Regions from separate parts of the Mus musculus genome. Here region 2 is linked to region 1. Evidence: chromatin contacts called from public Micro-C data. All regions are on one chromosome and are shown on one strand. The core of a region is the stretch at or near the end of the contact, and the rest is flanking DNA. Distances in the headings are between cores, read along the strand shown.

Region 1 (6,132 bases), core at 1,665-4,164:
GTTATGTGTAAAAGATGAATAGTGAGGGGCTGGAGAGATGGCTCAGTTGTTAAGAGCACTAGCTGCTCTTATAAAGGACCCAGGTTCAAATCCCATCATTCACATGACAGTTCACAATTGTCTATGATTCCAGTTCTAGGGAATCTGACACCCTCACACAGACAGACATGGAGGCAGAACACCAATGTAATTAAAATGTTAAGAAAAGATGAGCAGTGTATATTGTGAAAGAATTAGGATTTAATTCTCATCTTTTGTTAAAAGTTTTCAAGTTCTTAAAATTCACTTTTCTGTTTTCTGTGGTGTTGTAGGCATACACCAGCCAGTTTGTGTCCCTCGTGATGTTTGCTCTCATGATGTGTGATGACAGGATCTCCATGCAAGAGAGACGCAAAGAGATCATGCTCGGACTGAAGCGACTGCCGGGTATGCATAGAAAACAATAGGGGTCTCTGTCTGCCTGTCCGTTGGTCAGTCGGTCTGTCTCTGTATCTCTCCCCTGTACCCCCTTTCTTTTTTTTCTTTTTTTTTTTTTTTTGTGAGACAGGGTCTCACATGACCTAGGCTGCCCTCAGACTTAACTAGATAACTGAGGATGACATTGAGCTGGACTTCCTGCTTCTCCCTTGTGAGTGCTGAGATCACAAGCGTGGTGTCATCATGCCCAGTGTATGCCAAGGCTTTGCACATGTAATCGAGCATTCTCCCACCTGAGCCACATTCCCAGCCTGAGCGCTTTAAGACTGTAAACACTTACCAATTGCAGTTGGCAAAGACTCTGTTTTTTAGACTGTTTCTTCACCCTGCTAATTGCTTTTTTTTGCTGTGCAGAAGTTTTTTTAATTAGTAAAAATCACACCCTGTGTAAACTTCATGGGCTGCCATGCTCCACCGTGCAAAGCTGCAGAAAGTTAATTTTATGAAGGCCTGCTTGTCAGCTCTTGTGGTCATTTCCTGTACTAGTGGGAGTCCTTCTGAAGAAGTCTTTGCCTTTGGCAACGTATTGAAGTATTTTCACAATATGATTTACTCCAGTACTTTCGGAGTTTCATATCCAAGACAGTCTTTAGTATATTTCACATTGGTGAGAAATAATGGATCTAATTATATTTGTCAATCTTCAGTTTTCCTAGTGTGCTTCTTGAAAAGGTAATTTTTCTTCAAAGGTGATTTTTCATTAGTGTATTTTCTTGACATTTTTTGTTAGAAATGGTGGCTGCAACCATGTGGTCTATTCCTGGGTCCTCTGTTCTGTGGTTCTCCATGTTGGGCTCTGTCAGAGCCATGTGTTGGTGACTACCACTGACTGCGTCGTGCAGTCAGAGATGGAGAGTTGTGACAAATGCGTCTGCATTACTCTTCCGGCTTCAGATGGCTTGGAGAGCTGGAGTCTTTTGTGCTTTTCCTGTTTTGCTAGAGCAGTGGTTCTCAACCTTCCTAACACTGCGACCCTTTAATATACAGTTCCTTGAATGATGGTGACTACAACATTATTTTTGTCGCTACATCATAATTGTAATTTTGCTACTGTTAAGAATCGTAATGTAAGTATCTGTGTTTTTCAGGGTCCTAGGTGACCCCTGTAAAAGGGTCATTTGGCACACTCACAGGTTGAGAACCACTGTGTGAGTGCGTCTGGATTCCATAGCAGTGAACAGAGCTGTCTAAGGCCCATCGACTCTAGAGTTATTTACAGCTGTGAGCTTGCCTCCCGGGTACCTAGAGCAGTCTGCCTTTCCTGCCTTTCCCATACACTTCACTGCCGGGCTGCCTGTATGTTTTGAAGGTCAGAGACTCACCTCCACCCCACCCTCAGCGCGTTGACTATGATTGTTCTCTGTACTCAGGCCCAGAGTTGTGCAGTTTTTACATTTAATTACTTTATTTTATGGGTAGAGGTGTTTTGCCTGCATGTCTATCTGTGTATCATGCGCATGCAAGAACCTGTAGAGGTGAGAAGAGAACATTAGATTCCCTGGAACTGGAGTCATAGATAGTCAAGAGCTCCCATGTGGGTGCTGGGAATTGAACCTGGGTCCCCTGAAAGGTCATCCAGTGCTCTTAGCTGATAGGCTATTTCTGCAGCCCTGGTTAGTTCAGTTATAAGAAGTAGGTTTCTTTCTAAGATGGTGTCTGGCCACTGCCCCCTGAGACATAGAGAATGACAGATTGGAACCCCATTGCTGCTGGAGGAATCACTGTCTGCAGACCAGTGCCTGGTTGAGGCTTTGAGGGCTGTAGTTTGTCCTGTAGGTAGGGCTTTCTTATCCCCTCCTCAGGGTGAAACTTGTGCTTCCTTTCTCCCAGTCATGGGGCTGGAGCTGTGTTCTGTTTGGTTACTTTTTTGCCTGGTGGCTCTTCTGATTCTTTGTGTTTTGAAGAGTGATTCATATTCTCATTCTCTCTCTCTCTCTCCCTCTTCTTCTCTCCCCTCTCCCCCTCTCTCTTTCTCTCTTTGTTTTTGTTTTGTGTTTGGTTTTGTTGTTGATTTTTGAGACTGTCTGTGTTGTAGCCCAGGGTGAGTTTTAACTGGGTATGTAGGGAGGAGGACTTTGAACTCTTGATCCTCCTGCCTCTACCTTCTGAGTACTTGGATCACAGGTGTTCTCCACTCTGCCCAATTTTATGCAGTTATGAGGACTGAGCCCAAGGTTACTTGCGCATACTAGTTGAGCACTCTACCAGTGGAGATACATTGCTGGCTCCTTGAGGCTCCCTCCCTCCCTCCCTCTTTCCCTCCATGTTTTCCTTCTTCCCTTCCTTCCTTTCTTTTTAAATCCGACTCCTCCCTGACTGTGTTACAGAAGGTGTCTTCTGGCCCACCATCCCCTGAAAAGTCCAAATGAAGGCTTTTGATCTTAGTTTCTATATGCTTGATTTGTAAGAGAGTGGGCAGTGGTTGAAGTTCTCATCTTGAAGCTGTACTTTGTAGCTGCAGAGTTAATAAGATCTTTCTGATTTTGCTTCCATGTGTTAAGGGAATTTCATACTGATATCACAGAAGAAAAGAAAACTGGCCGTTTTGTTGTTTGCTTATCTGTGAGGTGCACTGCTCATTTTTCAAGACTGCTCTGATCTCTGCCCTAACAGACTTGATTAAGGAAGTGCTGAGCATGGATGATGAAATCCAGAAGCTGGCGACGGAGCTTTACCACCAGAAGTCGGTCCTGATAATGGGGCGGGGCTACCATTATGCTACATGCCTTGAAGGGGCTCTGGTACGTTGTTTCACTTACAGTTGATTTCACTCTAGTGACTTAGGGAGGGACAAGGAACATTTACTGTTATGTATCCCATAATGCTAGGGATTTAACACAGAGAGCCAGGTAATCACTATATCACTGAGCCTTGCCATTCAAGTGAGTGAGTGTGTGGTGTGTGTATGTGTTTGTGTGCGCGCAGGCGCAGGAGCAGGAGGTGGTATACACAGCGCATGTGTGGAAATCAGTGAACAACTTAAACAGGAGTCAGTTTTCTCCTTCCACTGTTTGAATCCTGAGCATTGAACTTGGATAGTCAGGCTTGGTGGTGTGCGTTGGTTGTGTGCATCTTACCTGTGGAAGCATCCTACTAACTCCCCACGTGTTTGTAGACTGCGTAAATTGAATTGTGTGTGTTTGCTGTGGTTTATTTACCTGAGAATGAGCCATAGGACTCAACTCAAAAGTGAAGGCCCAGAAGAATGTCTCCATGATAACTTGGGCTTAGCAATTCAAGATACGTGCAACAGACCAAGGTTCATTAGATAAGAAATTGAAATGAAAATAAGGCAAGTAGATGAATGTTTGCAGAGCAGCGGGCTCTGCGTTTGGTAGGCTGAAGCCTTAAGAATCTTCTTACAGATTCAACCCAGACCAGTAGGCCTCTACTACATCTTGGGAGACCTAACCATCTCAGATGCTTTGTGCAGTGTTTTCTTTTTTCTTTTTTCTTTTTTTTTTTTTCTGAGACAGGGTTTCTCTGTGTAGTCCTGGCTGTCCTGGAACTCTGTAGACCAGGCTGACCTCGAACTCAGAAATCCACCTGCCTCTGCCTCCCGAGTGCTGGGATTAAAGGCGTGCACCACCACGCCCGGCTCAATGTTTTCTTAAAAGTGGAATTCTGAAAAGTGAGCTAAAGACTTCTCTGTTTTTTCATACTAGAAAATCAAGGAGATTACTTATATGCATTCGGAAGGCATCCTTGCTGGTGAGCTCAAGCACGGCCCTCTGGCCTTGGTGGACAAGTTGATGCCTGTCATCATGATCATCATGCGAGACCACACTTATGCCAAGTGCCAGAACGCTCTTCAGCAGGTGGTTGCACGGCAGGTAGGCCAAGTGCTGTGAGTGCCCTGGAGATCTCGGTGTGGTGACTAAGGCGCAGGTGGATTTTGTACTTGCATGATAGAGCAGGCGCAGTACATTACAAACACGCTCACTTGTCAACTCCTTTGCTTTGCTCTCTATGTATAATTTGATGATACCCAGTCATCATTTCTCTCATAATAGAAGAACTAAACCAAAACGAGGCCATCATCTCCAAATTCCTTCTTCCGACAGTTAACATAATGCTCTTTCTTTTTACCTTAACACTGTTAAGAACTTAACTTTTTTTTTTTTAAAGATTTATTTATTATTATATGTAAGTACACTGTAGCTGTCTTCAGACACTTCAGAAAAGGGAGTCAGGTCTTGTTACAGATGGTTGTGAGCCACCATGTGGTTGCTGGGATTTGAACTCTGGACCTTCGGAAGAGCAGTCGGGTGCTCTTACCCACTGAGCCATCTCACCAGCCCCCAAGAACTTAACTTAAAAAAAAAAACAAAAAAACCCAATGTTTGGTTTACACTAATATCATGGATGCTGTGGCTGACACCCTCCCCCCATCAGCTGGTTTATATTTTAATTCCAGAAGATATTTCTCCCTAAGCACAGTGTACTAGAAATAAACTTGAACTTCAAAGGAAGCAGACCTGTATTCAAGTATTAAACTTGGCATTTCTTTCTTGTGGAAATTTTTTAAGAAATCTACCGAGTCCACAAAATCGGTCTGTGCTTCTGTCTAAATGAGCAGTCAGACCACATGTGTGTGTCAGGCAGTGGAGCCATGCCCACCTCTTGTTGCTCAGCATCTGCTTCCTGGTGACTGTGTTGTGTATCGTTTTCTTCCCAGGGGCGTCCAGTCGTGATCTGTGATAAGGAGGATACTGAGACCATTAAGAATACAAAAAGGACAATCAAGGTGCCCCACTCAGTGGACTGCTTGCAGGGCATTCTCAGTGTGATTCCCCTGCAGCTGCTGGCTTTCCACCTGGCTGTGCTGAGAGGCTACGATGTGAGTGACCGCCTCCATCCATCCATCTATCTATCATCTGTCTGTCTGTCGTGTGTTTGTGTGTGTGTGTGTGTGTGTGTGTGTGTGTGTGTGTGTGTGTGTGTGTGTCACAGTTCATGGGTAGGAGTCAGGGGACAACTTGCAGGAATTGCAGATATCCTTCCACTGACCTAAGCGTTGAACTCAGGTTTGGTAGCAAGCGCCTTTGCCTGCTGGGCTGTCTCACTAGCCCCTCCCAGCTTGAAAAATCTGTCCTGTCCCATTCATGCTATCTCCTGTTACCTTTTCACCGCCAGTTCGTAGCTTACATCAGTTTTTTCTTACCCATAGAAACATTCACTTCGTTGACCGGGAGCAGGGCTGTTTTCTTCATGGGTGGTGATTGGCATTTTTGGGTGGGACAAGTTATTGTTTGGACCCCTCCCACAGTGAGGGCTGCGGCATTCTTAATCCTCTGGGTGTCATGGGAACCAAGATACCCGGTAGTTTTTCCAGGGTTCCCTATGAGGGCCATCTTCCTAGGGGACCAAGGTAGCTCTCCTATGTATGTCAGCGCCTTTCCTTTATTGTTTTTCAGTTATTTTCTAGGCTAAATTACATGATTATATTTGCTAATACAATTCTCTTTTCTGCAGGTTGATTTTCCACGGAATCTTGCCAAATCTGTAACAGTAGAGTAACAGACACCTGAAACTTAAGACAGTTAAGCAACACGAGATACCTTTTGTATTTAAATTTTTGATTTAAACTATTGCCTCCTGAAAGCCTTTTTTTAGTAAATCTTATTTATATATCAGTTATAATTATTCCACTCA
Region 2 (5,724 bases), core at 2,914-5,413, 660 kb after region 1:
GACATCCAAGGATACCAGGAAAGGGCTGGGTCTCTGAGGAATATACTTCTGTAGAGTTACTGTTTCTGCACAACATAGTGTTACAGCCACACACACAGCATTAACATCATCCCAAGTGTTATAGCTCTGGAGAGATGGCTTAACGTATGTGATGCATGACTGTTCTGTGCAAACACAATGCCAGTGTATGCAAGAGGTTGAGCATCCAAGGATTTTGGCATCCACGGGAGGTCCAAGAACCATTCTTCTGCAGACTCTGACAGACGACCAGACGTACCTTTTGGATTGCTATCATATCTGAGTTTCCACAAGTGTTTTACATCTGCTGTCCCCCTTGTGATGCTGAGTTCCTGGTACACTGGGCAGTTTCTTGCTCTAAGTCTATCTGTGGCAAAGCTTAGTCCCTGGAGAGTCTTTGAGGAGCAGGGTTTTGGAGCTCTTACCCCTGTCTTCACCACAGCCTGATTCTATCTTAACCACTTTAAAATGAGTTTCTTAGAACTGAGTTCCCCAACTTTCCTCCTGAGACTCTCATAGCTCGGGATAAAACCCCCAGGCCTGGGATTGACATTTTTATTTTTATCTTGTGTCACTGGAACTCAGGAGCTTCTTGCTGACTCGGCAGGTTGTCTTGGTACTCTGCCCTTGTGAGCATCTCCCGCTCCTCATGTGAACTAGAGGTCTCTTTCTGCTTCTGACTTTCCCTTGTCCTTTTACATGTTATATTTCCCCCGGGATATCTGTTTGAGTTCTTCAGGCCACCACCTTGCCCACCAACCTAAAAAAATATGGTGACTACTTACACACTTAGAGACATTCATTTCTTAATTAAGCCATACTTTATAAGCATGCTCCAATGGCCAAAACCTGTGCCAAATCCCTCAAGGTTACAGAAATGGAATGTAAGCACTTATCATACTTAGATGATCTCCTGGCCCCAGGGAGCAGGTCCTGGTCACACATACTAGGACATGTACTGAGGAGCCACAAAGCTGCCACTCATACCTTCAACTGTATGTAGTCTTGGAGGCAAAACCTTTGCTAGGTCCAGATGGGCTGCCTTGTGGGACTGGAGAAAGCAGCTAAGGCCTCGCCTCACATGAGGCACTGTGGGAGAGAAGGCCTGGAACTATATAGCCATGATGGCATCCCCTTGGGAGGACTGCTGGTCTCAATAGGAGGGGACCGGACTCCTAGATACATGTATACCCCAAGAAGACCTAAGACCCTATTATACTTTGGGTATTCTGTCTGACTTGGGAACTTACAAGGCTCTGGACAGTGAAGCCCAGGGAGGAACCGGTCGGACATAACCCAGGCGTGTCCCCAGGCCAGGGTTTCCTGTCTACACTGAGGGTAGTTCAGAGGACTCTGTCCCCATCGACCTGTGCTGCTTAGATACATCAGTGCGTGTTATTGAGAGGGCGCAGACATGCCAGTATCCCTTCCCCTAACTGTTCACTCCAAGGAAACAGCAGGCCTGGTGCTCTGTGACCCAGGACTGACACACAGACAGACAGATGGCATAAACAGCCCAGTGGCAGCAGGAACCTGTGCATGGATGCTAGCCTGAGCACAGGCTGTCCACAGAGTGGCAGCACCACCTCTGAGAAGGGTCACTCCCGCCCTGGGTGTGACAGCCCTGGGTATGACAAGTCTCTGGTGTATCTGCAGCTTTTCTGTCTCTTGAGGCCCCCCTGCCCTGCAGCCAGGTGTCAGAACACTAGGCTAGAAAGTCAGAGCGGGTAAAGAGTGCAGACAGAGTCCTCTTCTCCTCCTGTCCACTCAGTGGGGCCTCAGGGGCTGGGCTGGCCTCTGTGCCTTTTGTTGTCAGGAGGATGAAAAGGCCAGGAAAGGAGGGAGACAGACTACCACTCTGTCTGCAGACCACCATGAAAGGCACACAAAGATGAGGAGGCCATTCAAGGGTTACCTCCTTTCTTCTCACCCACAGCAGCAGGCCTGCCTGACCTGGAGGCCACAGTCAGCCAGTCAGAAGGACAGAGAAAAGGACAAGGCGGGGCCCAAGTCATCTGTCTCATTGTCCTTTGAGGCCATGTGGGTGGCTGCTGGTAGGAACAGAGGCCCTTCTTTCAGGAACAATGGAACAGACCCAAACCAGAGACAAGCTGGGGAGAGGCCCGGGCTCAGAGGCCTAGATACCCCGAATTCAAATCCCAGCTTTTTTTTTATGTGCTATGCAGTACCTGGAGGTATTTTCCCCTCTATGAGACCAAGTTCTTCATCTATTAAGTGGGGAAACTTCCATTCTTCCATATTGGTGTACATACTGTGTGGGGAGGGAAGAGGGAGGACTAAGCTGTAGAGTATGACCCTCAGCAAGACTTTCTTGTGTCCAGGAGCCTCAGTTTCCTTATCTGCAAAATGGGATGACAAGAACAATACTAACACCCACTTCTGGGTATTTGCCAGGACACTGGACAAACTGGACAGCTGAGCGCCCTAAAACCTCATTTTACCTGTCCACTCATATACAGCTCCTGTCGCCAGCAGCCACGATTCAGTGTTTAAATCTGGGATCGTCCTGCCCACTGTAGGTGGCTCTTCTCTGAGGTAATGCTGACACTCAGACTGCATGTCACTCGGGTCTTTTGTGTCTGGAGACTCACTGCAGAACACACGAGCTCAGAGTATCCTTTGCAGGGGGGCCTGACCTAGACAAGAACAAGCCATACAGGTTGGAGAGTGGAGTAGGCAGAAAGCCCCAAGTGCTGCCTTGTGGTCCCCACTGAAGCCCAGGTTCAGCCCTGCCTCGGCTCTGCCTGTTCCCACTCAGTCCATCCTAGCCCTGCACTGCCCATGCATGGCTGTCCTGGCTCCTACTCTCTTCCCAGCTCCCTTCCAGTCACTGACCACATGCTCAGGGCCACGGTGGCCCGAGCACCCAACAGAGCTGGGCGGCTTTCCTAATCACACCCTCTGGAGCCTCTTTGCCATGGCATACATAGCTCCAAGTGACCTGACCTCTGACCTCAGCTCTGCCAGGGCCCACTGCAGTAATCTACCAACACACTCATCCCTTGAGTCCACCACAGCCCTCTGCAGCCCCGAGGTCCGTCTCTGGTGGCCATCACAGATCTCAGCCAGATACCCCATCCCACTACAAGCAGTTCCCTGCGGTCCCTACAGCCTGTCCTTCCCATCCCTTTCTCGTTTTGTGACAATTTCCCTAAGTCTATCTCCCTGAGGCCAGCTAAGCCATGAGGTCTGGGCCCATTCTTGCTAAGGACAGAGCTGCCCCACAATATGTTGTGGAGGATTAGAGGACAGTATTAGCAGTGGGCTGACCAGCTAGCTGGAGGGCCACAGGCCCCCACTGAACCAGAGACTGCACAGCAGAGATGGCCAGAAGACCCCTGGGCTACCCCATGCCGCCTGTCTGTGACTTCTTTTCCACTTCTCTCCAGCGGCAGCCCTGGCCCTCCTTCCTCCTGTTGTTCTCTTGTTTTCACACATAGTCTCAACTTCCGAGAGGCTTCTCAGCTCAGGAAATATCTCACAGGAAAGGAAACCACAGTGTAGAACCCCCAGGACCTCCAGGGAAGGCTGTGGTCTGGCACAAGGATACCTGCCAGCCGAGGGTCTTATCAGCCTTATGGCTTTGTGAAGTTTCCAAGATACAGAGTGGTTCAAAGGGCTGGCAGCTGAGTGGCTGAGAAGGGGCAGACATTGTTTATACCAGGAGAGGCCACGATCAAACGTGGGAAGGTCTCCATGCCTCGTCTTGGCTTTGGAATGGCACAGTCACATGTCCCTTGATTCCAGCCACAGGTTTGCAGTGGGGCTCCAGCAGATGTCGGGGCCAGTCTTCATTTGCTTTTAGATAGAAGACATGATGCTGAATCCAGGTGACCTCAGAAGTAAGGTCACAGTTTATGAGTGACAGGGGGCTCTGCCTGTGGACATGGCCATGCTGTGAACTTCAGGCTGTCTTCACCCTTCCCTTTCAGTAGGTCACAGCCTTGAGTGGCAGGTCCCACCTGCTGGAGAGACCTTGCTGGAACTTGCTATAGACATGGTATGAGTACATGGTAAATTGCTAGAGGTGGCCTAATCCCTCTGGCTGGAGTCTAGTTCTGTGGGGGCTGAGGTGAGTGGAGATGACATAGATGCAGGACAGGAACCAGCATCTCTTACCATCTGCTGTGCATGAGGCAGCATGCCAGAGTTCTTATCTACACCACCTCATTTCTCCCCCAAGTAGTGCTGTAAGTGGTTTAGTAATGATAATACTTCCAGCTGCATGTCACAGAAACCCAATTCATAACAGCATAAGTAATAGCATGTATGGTGACTGGAAAGATGGCTCAGTGGTTAAGAGCACTGGTTGCTCTTCCAGAGGACTGGGGTTCAATGCCTAGCAACCTCATGGCAGCTCACAACAGTCTGTAATTCCAGGATCCAACACCCTCTCACAGACACACATGCAGGCAAAGCACCAGTGCACATAAAATAAAAATTTTAAAATTATTATGACTAAGCAGTGGTGGCATACACCCTGGCACTAGGAAAGCAGAGGCAAGCAAGACCTCAAGGCCAGCCTGGTCTACAGAGTGTGTTCTACAGAGTGAGTTCCAGGAAAGTCAGGCCTACACAAGAAACCGTGTCTTGAAGGGCCAAAAGTAGAAAGGATAAATAATAATAGTAACATCTGTGCCCTCCAATGGAAATCCTGGGGTGAGTGACCCTGACAACTAAGAAATGTCTTCAGAAGCTCTCCTCCTTCCTTAGCTATGAGCCACCTTGCCGGTGAGATGACCACGGGGTCCCAGTGACTGTGGCTCCCCATAGTCCTGAGGGTATCTTTCTGCCCTGGTTTCTCTGAGGACCTCAGGCAGCACTGGACAGATTTTAGCCTGGAAGCCAAAGTGAGGGCATTACTGTTGGTCAAACACATTCTGCTCAGACAAGCTTGGCAGAGAGGGCAGAGACCATCATTTCCCTCATCCAGACAGAATCTAGCCCTCTGCTAGCTTGCCACACTCTACTAAGAATTATTTTTCATTTTCAATGACCTAAAAAAAAAAACTTCAAAAAAGAATATTTCACAGTATGAAAATTTCATGAAATTCTAAATGTTTGTGAAGATTATCTAAGGTTTTCTTAGAACACAACCATGTTTGTCCTTTGAGCACCTCTGAGACTACTTTTGTGTTTCAAAGACCATGTATTATAAGGCCAGGCTTAAAAGCCTGAAATATTCTCAGAAAAAGTTTACCGATTCCTGAGTTAGTGTCAGTGTCTAGCAGAGTACTTTCCCGGCATGTGCTGGCTCTGGGATGCTGACAAACATGACTACATACATGTCATCGCCCTCGTGACTGGTGCCATCATATCCGCCATTAGGGCACCTGTTCATCCTGAGTGGGAAACTTGGATGGGATAGGAATGGTCTTTCTGCTTCTCTTCCCAGTCCTTTTCTTCCTGTGATGTCAGTGGTCACTAGTCTCACACACACACACACACACACACACACACACACACACACACACACCTTCAGTTTCACTGTTCACGGATTCAGTCACCAGTGGCCAATCACAATCTGAAAATGGAAAATGCCAGAAATAAGTAGCTCATAAAGGTCACACTGCACAGTGTTCTGGAAAGTGTGATAAAACCCACAACATCCTGCTGTCGGCCTTCTCTATATCCACGCTGCACGTGCAGCCCTCACGAGTCACTCCATAGCCATCTTGATTGGTT

The links. Hi-C and Micro-C count contacts between places; a contact is called where the count stands out from the background.
Region 2: a contact with region 1 is called in a Micro-C map of the G1E-ER4 cell line. The contact joins two enhancer-like sites. A contact is called at or near these places in 5 of 39 promoter capture datasets (the 3T3-L1 cell line, hippocampal neurons, liver and 1 more) and 2 of 484 Hi-C or Micro-C datasets (the G1E-ER4 cell line and cortical neurons).

What each region holds. Positions count from the first base shown.
Region 1 is chr6:87,082,162-87,088,293 of GRCm38.p6, forward strand. Gfpt1 (glutamine fructose-6-phosphate transaminase 1) reads left to right here. Exons shown (of 19, transcript NM_013528.3): 15 at 312-426; 16 at 3,091-3,218; 17 at 4,143-4,310; 18 at 5,156-5,317; 19 at 5,953-6,132. The coding sequence ends at 5,997. Among named protein-coding and RNA genes, the nearest start is that of D6Ertd527e, 20 kb to the right of the region's middle. Within about 2 kb of position 2,915, at least 13 of the 459 cell types and tissues checked have an H3K27ac peak or open chromatin away from gene starts, as enhancers often do. A contact at or near this core is called in the G1E-ER4 cell line, where this site is marked.
Region 2 is chr6:87,736,503-87,742,226 of GRCm38.p6, forward strand. All of the region lies in intron 2 of Efcc1 (EF hand and coiled-coil domain containing 1), which reads left to right. It overlaps Gm34414 (a long non-coding RNA gene), which reads right to left. Exons shown (of 3, transcript XR_003956327.1): 3 at 4,534-5,724. Among named protein-coding and RNA genes, the nearest start is that of Efcc1, 8.5 kb to the left of the region's middle. Within about 2 kb of position 4,164, at least 21 of the 459 cell types and tissues checked have an H3K27ac peak or open chromatin away from gene starts, as enhancers often do. A contact at or near this core is called in the G1E-ER4 cell line, where this site is marked.